2 separate regions of the Rattus norvegicus genome follow, and region 2 is linked to region 1. A link is a contact called in public Hi-C data. All regions are on one chromosome and are shown on one strand. The core of a region is the stretch at or near the end of the contact, and the rest is flanking DNA. Distances in the headings are between cores, read along the strand shown. Region 1 holds the start of Clcn7 (chloride voltage-gated channel 7). Region 2 holds the start of Ube2i (ubiquitin-conjugating enzyme E2I).

Region 1 (3,970 bases), core at 1,048-3,547:
ACCCTGGGACTGTTCTCTCCATGTCCCCTTCTACGTATCCTGGTATGCCCCCACACCTCTACTCTGCTTATTTTTCTGCCCATTCTTTCTTTCACCAAACTCTACCATCCAGAAAGATCCAACCCTGTGGGTTCAGCTCACTGACAACTTGTTGCACCTCTACTGTGTGTCAAAAATAATGGTCCTTGACCCTAAAAAACCAGAGAAGAGGGGATGTCTTGCCTCTGAACCTTTACGGGGCTGGTTGTATGTCCTAGTCTCAAAGAAAATAGGATCAAAGTTTGTGGGGAGGGGGCGGGTGTTGAGACAGGGTTTCTCTGGGTAGCCCTAGCTGTCCTGGAACTCACTCTGTAGACCAGGCTGGTTTCAAACTCAGAGATTCATCTGCCTCTGCCTCCCAAGTGCTAGGACTAAAGACATGTACCACCACTGCCCAGCTTCTGATCAAAGTTTTGAAAATAAACGGATCTAAGTTCAAGCCCTATGGAATACTAATGATCTTAGTTAGACAATTCAGACAATCCAGCTTCATTTCCCAACCTCAATGCCCAGCAATACAAAAGAGGTTCATAATATCCTTGTCACCATCTTGTAAAATGACAAAGCCAAGGTGCATCAATGAGGAAATTACACCTTTTTGGAGGGTGTAACACACGAATGCACACACACACACACACACACACACACACACACACGCACGCACGCACGCGCACACACACACTTGCAAGATCGCAGGATAATCATGGGAAAATTCAGAACCTCATTTAACTTTCTTCCTCTTATTCTGTGTTTGGTTTTGGTTTACTTTGTGTGAAAGGAAGGACATTTCATCTCACCCTTAGAAGTTAAGAAGAACTTAAAACTTTCCTGATTTGAAAATTTTCAAATCTAAAAAGTTTCAAGGTAATATAATATATTATTTTATATATACTGTATATAGAATATATATATATATATTTGTCGGACCCTCCTGGCTCCCCTGCAGTGTTTGACCCCTGCTGAAGCCCTGCTGATGCATGTAGAAGCCTTTTGTTCCTAACAAAGGAATCCCCTGGCCCGGTAGCGACATACCCGGGCGTACACCTGGGCAATGGTCCATTCGTTCCCATCCTTTGCTCTCAGTCTTTGTTCCTGGGACTTAGGCTGGTCTTCCTGGAATTTTCCACCCAGTGAACTTGGGGTATATATTCGGTGAATAAAGCTACAGAATTGGCATTCTCTCTTAACCCGAGGGACCCGAATATGTGTGTTTTTTAATCCCCAGGCTTAAGCCTGGTTCTCGGTGCCGTGTCGGTGTGGGCATCGACATATTCTAGAATCCTTGTTAACTCTCTTATACATGACCTTTGCCACCACTGAAGTTCTGAATTGAATTTTAATTATTTTTATAGAGCCTTCCTATGTTGTGCACATTAACCCCAGCCTTTCCCATGTTTCTCTGTTAAATGTAGCTTTCGCATTGTATACCTATTTCCTTTATTAAGTGGACACTTTCTTCCTTGCTCCCTTCTACCATCTTCAGTAAAGCAACTGCCGTGACACTGCTCAGAATTTAACCTTGCAGCATTGTTCTTTGTCTGTAGAGTGCTACCCATGATGATTATTGTCACTCTCGAGTCCCTGAAGTTGCAGTATCAAATCCCATTCCTTACCCCGATATAGATATAATTCAGGATAGATCTAAGAACAACTTTGCTGATCTAATGCCGGTTACTAAGATTACACTTAACTTAGCCTTGCTAAAATACTATTGCCTAAAGCATCCTACGGCTAGTTAACACCACACCCATGTGCTGTCCTAGTCGTCGCCGCCGCCGCCTCCTCCTCCTCTTCCTCCCCCCCACCCACCCAATCTTTCCTCCTCTGGAACTTCAGGATCTCAAGCCCTTTCCTTCCCCTCCCCCTCCCCCTCCTCCTGCTCCTCCCCCAATCTTTCCTCCTCTGGAACTTCAGGATCTCAAGCCCTTTCCCAGAATTGCAGTAGTCCAGCTGCCCGTTGAACACAAAAAAACTCATGAGGCCAGCTTGGTTGAGAGTGACGATTCCAGAACTTAGTTTATATATTTTTTCACATCATCTCTTCAGAGATTGGGCGTGCATCTCCGGCTAGTTCTTCTCTGGAGTCTGGGTCACTGCCTTCAGTAAAGACACTAACTGCTAGGGGTCTTAAGATCTAGGTTTCTACGCCGGGCTGCAAGGACCAGTGAACCACAATTCCCAGGAGACCCCGCGCTTACGGACCTCACCGGCCTCCGTCCTGGGTCACGTGGGCACCGATGGTAGATCATGTGAGTCCCGGGCGCGGGTCACGGGAACGCTGCCGGGCTGCCGGCTGTTCTTGTGGAGTTTGGTCCTCAGTGGGCCATGGCCAACGTTTCTAAGAAAGTGTCTTGGTCCGGCCGAGATCGCGATGACGAGGAGGGGGCGCCGCTGCTTCGAAGGACGGGGCAACCTGACGAGGAGACGCCGCTGCTGAACGGAGCCGGGCCGGGCGCGCGCCAGGTGAGGCCCGCGGGCCGGAGATGCGGCCGCCGGGATCGCTAAGCTGGTCTTCAGTGTGCTGGCCGGGCCCAGAGGGAGGCCACAGCGTTCTCCTCTATTTTTTTTTTTTTTTTTGAATTCTGGAAAACTTATTTTGGATAGTTTCGCACCCATAAGCCTCTTCCTTTCTTCCCCTTTGAACCCCTTCTTCCCATCTCGTCCCCACCAAGTGGCTACACCATCAGAAAAAAATGATACCCTCTCCTCCAGCAACCATTGTCATTGACTTTTCAGCAAGAGATCCTAAGACTTTAACGTTGTTGTTGTGGTTTCTTTTGTTTTTTTTTTTTGTTTGTTTGTTTTTTTGGTTGATTTTTTTTTTTTAACTTTTTGTGGCGAGGCTCGAGCCCAGGGTATACACATGCTAGGCAAGCATACGACCTCAGGTCTGCTCCCCCAGCCCTTAGCGTTTCAAGATACAGTCTCACAGTAAGACCACGGCTAGCAATGAATTCATAATTCCGCCTCATTTCCCCAAGAACTTGGAAGGCCTGGACTACACGCCTGGCAGGTTTCACAGACAGCTTAAATGGCAGTGCGTTTTCAGTGAAAGTGTCTGCCTCCTTTCTCATAGGAGCAATTCCAAACATTTGGGGCACAATTGGAATGACAAGTGTTTCCACTCATTTTCTCTTGCTACCTAATTGAAGATAGAATATGCAGCCAGACAGGATAAGCAACAAGTCAGAGGCCAGATTGTGCTCAGCACCCAAAACAGTTTGTGCCTTTAGATGCATAGCGTTTGAAAAAGGGTACAGGTTTGTTGGCTCGCCTGCTTTTGCTTCTCTTGCCTGTGTGCATCATGTTAGCTTTGAGTCAGTTACTTATGTCAATTCCTTGATGTTAGTCTGTTTTATATCCGCCCTCTACCCTTCCTCCTTCTGATTTTAGAGGTGTCTGGCAAACACTCCTGCTATTTTAGAGGCTAAGAAGAACACAAGATCAGGCAGCTGCATGAAAACTTACATATGGGCTTTGCTATAGACCCTTGAAGGTGCTTAGGACAATGAGAGTCAAAAGTCAGTTTCTCGTTGCTGGGAAGCAGCTCAACTCCCTTTGAAGTGACATGTACTTGCAAATCTGGTCTGCAGCAGCAACCTGAAATGACTTGAGGAAGGTGATAGGGCTATGTCTGCCTTCCTAGGGTGTTTCTGGGAGGTGTGAATTGTTATTGTAAAGAAAGTAACCTCTTGGTGAGGGGGCTGTTGCTTCAAAGAGAACCCAAGTTCAGGTCCCGGCACCCGGGTCCTGTGGCTCAACCTCCTGTAACTGTAGCTCCAGGTGATCTGACCACCTTTTCTTCTCCTGGCTTCCACCAGAGTAACACCATGCTCAAGCACTCGCGCATGTCTCTCTGCAAAAAGAAAGTAATTTTATGTTGGAAACTGATTTTAAGAGAGGGAAGAATTTGGAAACTAACAGAAGTTGA
Region 2 (3,970 bases), core at 742-3,241, 140 kb after region 1:
AGTCTAAAACACAGGGTCCAGCCCAAACCCAACTGTCTTTCCCCAGCAAGGAGTAAAGCCTGTCTGCGAACAAGCACAACCACGGAGGTTCTGGCCACCCCAACACCTGCCCTAATAATAGTCCTTGTAGTCAATGTAGGACCCAGGTGGCATCCATCTAAGAGGACAGGCAGTTTGCTGGCCACAGGGGCTGCTGATAAGAGCAAGCTTTGACAGCAACGCCCAGGTGACACTGGCGCACCTGAGCTGTCTGGTTAGAGGGTATGAGGGCAGAGGTAGACCCAAGGACATCAATGGCTGGAGCAGGGCACAGAAGCCTATGTATCCAATGTGTCCCTCTTCTCAACTTCTCAATGCACAAGCCCAATCTCGTCCTCGGGCTTAAGGGTACAAGCACTCTAGCTTCTTTAACTAAGGGTAGGCAGTGAAGGAGCTGCTCTCCTCACCCAGCCAGTCAGATGGCAGAAGATCCCAAGCAAGTCTGGGCAGGGTTTCCAAACAGGTCTCTGGACCCCGGGTCAGTTCTCTGAAGAAGCCTGGACACTATGCTACACAAGCTGTTGGACAGCCATAACTGACCTCAGGAGAAAGTTGTGTGCCCAGAAAACTCTGTCCTAGCATCCAACTGCAGTTATCCTAAGTGAGAAGAACCGAGAAGCTAGCTCAAGTGGTGGCTCGTGCCTGCACACTCAAGTGTTAAGGAGACTGAACCAGGGGGACCCCCAAGAGTTCAAGGTTAGCCTTGGCTACAAGAGATGCTGTCTCAAAAGCAGGGAGGCAAAGTGAGAGACGGCTCTTACCAGAGCTCTTAAAGGTCCCACGGTCAAAGAAAAGGAACCCTAGAGACACACTGGCAACGATCTAAGCAGAAACTGGTCCTTGAGACAGTGCCGCTGCTCCCGAGAGCGGTAACAGTCACTCCACGAGCTAAAGTTTTGTGATGTAAATACACCCCTACCCCCGGCAAAGAAAAATTCGAAGGAAAAAACCCCCAAAAAACAACAAAATACAATCCTCTCCCCACTACTAGAGACCGGCAGAACACAGAGGGATGGGTCTTTCTACCACCTCAAGGTTCCTGCAGTGTGCAGTATTCGTCTGGCGACACCACCTACTTCAGAGTTACTTACCGGTCAGAGAACCTGTGCAAGGTTGCTTATCTCCGCCCACCTCGGCAGAGGAAACGTGGGTACCGGCCACTAAGGCTGGCTTGGATAAGGCTAAGCGGCCTCTTCTACTCGAATGCACACTCTAGGCCCTAAGGATCCTTCACTAAGTATACCACGCCGTTTCTTGAGTTTCTAGTGGCAGAGACAGCCAGAGGAGGGCAGGACTGCAATCACTCACAGCCTGAAAACCTTTAGAATCAAAACAAATTCCCCTTTGATACCCGTTTTCTGCTATGCAGAGAGGTAATTCATCCACTAAAACGGTTCCTTAAGAAAAAAGAACAGTGGGGCAGAGAACATGCACAAGACCCCCACAAAAACCCAAACTACAAGCCTAGCGTCTCAGCAACGAACGAAGTAAGCCAAGCCTTCTGCTGTGACTCCGGGTGCTTACAGGCCGCGACACGGCCCAGTGCCCACGGCCTTCCTGCACTCCCGCTCGCCTAACTACGGAGCCCAGCACCGCCCAGAATGTGTCTAGGAGCTACTGGGAAGCTCAGATTATCTGTTGTGGGGTCGGCGGAACTCAGTACGCCAAGAGTAGGGGGGTAGTGGGCCGTGTTCCCAACCCTGCATTCGCCCATGGCACAGCGGCTGGGCCCTATTGCCCCGAAGGCCGAGACTCGGAGGCGGGAGGAGGCCGCGAGCGAGAGGAGGCCGCTGTGGCTCCGCTCGGCGCCTCCCGGAAGCTCACTGGGAACGGCGGCGACTCCAGGCGAGGATTGGAGTGCGCGCGCAAGCCGGTGGCGGCTCACCTGGGCGACCGCGGCCCGGACCGTCGCGGCGGCAGAGGCGGCGGCGCTCCTTTGTCTCGGGACTTCCCTCCGCGCCCGCCGCGCGCAGCCCGGAGCGCAGGACCCCAGCGGGCGGGGCGGGGCGGGGCCTGAGTTGGGCTGCCCGCCGCACGCCTGCTCAGCGTACCGTCTTTCCGGTCCGGCAGCCTACGCCGTCTATTTAAACATGAGCTTCGCTCAGCCCTTACTCGGTTGCTGCGCTCTCGTTGCCCGCGACCACCTACAGAGCTGGGGCCCGGGGCGCCTGTCCAAGCAGGCGGTCCCCTGAACGGCCGCACTCTTAAAGGGGACGCGACCTAGGCTCAAGGGAGCGTCTGCAAACTCCTCATCGGGATCAGCGCGTCCACTCGAGGACACATCAGAGAGTCGTGTGAAGAAAAGAAAGCATAGATTTCCAAGGGTCATTCGGATGCTCAGAGGGCACCTTACCAGGCACAGGCTCTGGAGGTATCCTTGGGCTCAAGGCCCGAGTCCCGGGAGCAAAGATCACTGAGGCCTAAACATCCTGGGAATCGTCGCAGTACGGTGACGATCCCCGGAATACGGGGCGTTGAGACATTTTCTGTAATTGGCTAGCCCTGGAATTTGGGCGGGGTAAATCTCGAACCTACCCAATGAACGGACCTAATACAAAGGACCAAACGCAAACAAAACCGACGGGGAGAGAAATGTGGAAGCTCCCTAACCTACGAATTAGCCCTCGGTGGGGGAGGGGAATGGGCCGGAACCATGGGGGAGGGGCAGCACCCGAGAACTCCCCCGCCCCTAATCCTCTCCCCTATGCTGCACCCCACACCTCGTTCCACCTGAAACCCCTGCGCGGCTTCTGTTGGCACCACTGGACACGCTGTTGTCACTCCGTGGCCTAGTCCAGTTTCCTCCGCTAGTCCTCTGCAACCCAGCTCGGTGCTCGGATGCTTCCTCACCGACTCACCGACGGGACGGGTACTTAGAAACGTCGGCTGGCCCCCTGGTGGCCATCCTGGCGCCTGCTCCATTTTTTGGCACGTGCCGGAAGCCTTCGGGGCCACTTGCAGCCAACAAGGGCTTCCTGGGATATCTCAATATGAGCCCTGTGTTGCTGGAGACTTCAGTGTTTATCTGTCAATGTCTCCATCCATTTACTAACCTTCGTCCTCGTCCTCCTCTTCTCTTCTGAGGCTGTTGGGTGCCCCAGAACAGAGACCCAGGTCCCATGCCCTTTGCCCATAATTGCCCACCGTTCCCTGGAGCTCACCCTGTTAATTTCTCCAGTTCTTTGCCGTACTGTTTTAGAGTTAAGATCACGATGAGCACCAGATCCTGAGGGACCTTATTCTCTCATTGGGGCTGAGTTGTAGATGAGGTCTGCTTAGATACAGGTCCGTGACACCCAGTTGTGGTGGTTGGTGACCCCAGCAGATCTGTACCCCCAACAGAAGGCATCTATTTTGGATCCATCCCAGCCTGCACAGCAGCTTCCAAGACTGGTGGCTCCTGGGCACCTACATATGTTGACCAAGAGCAGCCCTGACCTGTGCATTGTACCATCAGGGACCAAAGTTATTAGCAGATTATCTGGGGGCTCTGAGTGGCCCAGTAATCTTTTTACTTTTTATTAGTTTTTTAGTTTAGGGTCTTATGCATTAGCCCTGCCTGGCCTCCAACTCAAGGATGACCTTGAATTCCTGTTGCCCATGATTCCACCCCCAATTTGTTGCACAAATCACAGCACATCCCCTTTGGGATCTGCTTTTCAGCTAGTACCACAGTTGAGCCTGGTCTGGAGTCATGGCTATTGGATTTTCTGCAGGAATGAGACTGAGGGAAAGGCAGAACTGGCTGGGTGGAGAGGTCAGCTGGAAGTGGTATGTAGTTATCAGAGTGTTTGATCTGTGGATCCACAGGGCACTGCAGAAGGTTGTAGGGCAGGAACGTGTGATGTAAAGCCATGGTGTAGGGATAGTATGTAAATCGCTCTGATCTCCACCTTGGGCACACACTTCTTGCTACCACCCCAATGTTGTG

What was found. Hi-C and Micro-C count contacts between places; a contact is called where the count stands out from the background.
Region 2: a contact with region 1 is called in a Hi-C map of liver, with 2.7 times the contacts expected there. The contact joins the promoter of Ube2i here to the promoter of Clcn7 in region 1. A contact is called at or near these places in 3 of 12 Hi-C or Micro-C datasets (kidney, liver and mammary epithelial cells).

Annotation. Positions count from the first base shown.
Region 1 is chr10:14,653,964-14,657,933 of GRCr8, forward strand. It overlaps Clcn7 (chloride voltage-gated channel 7), which reads left to right and starts at 2,298. Exons shown (of 25, transcript NM_031568.2): 1 at 2,298-2,502. The coding sequence starts at 2,365.
Region 2 is chr10:14,796,263-14,800,232 of GRCr8, forward strand. It overlaps Ube2i (ubiquitin-conjugating enzyme E2I), which reads right to left and starts at 1,992. Exons shown (of 7, transcript NM_013050.2): 1 at 1,925-1,992.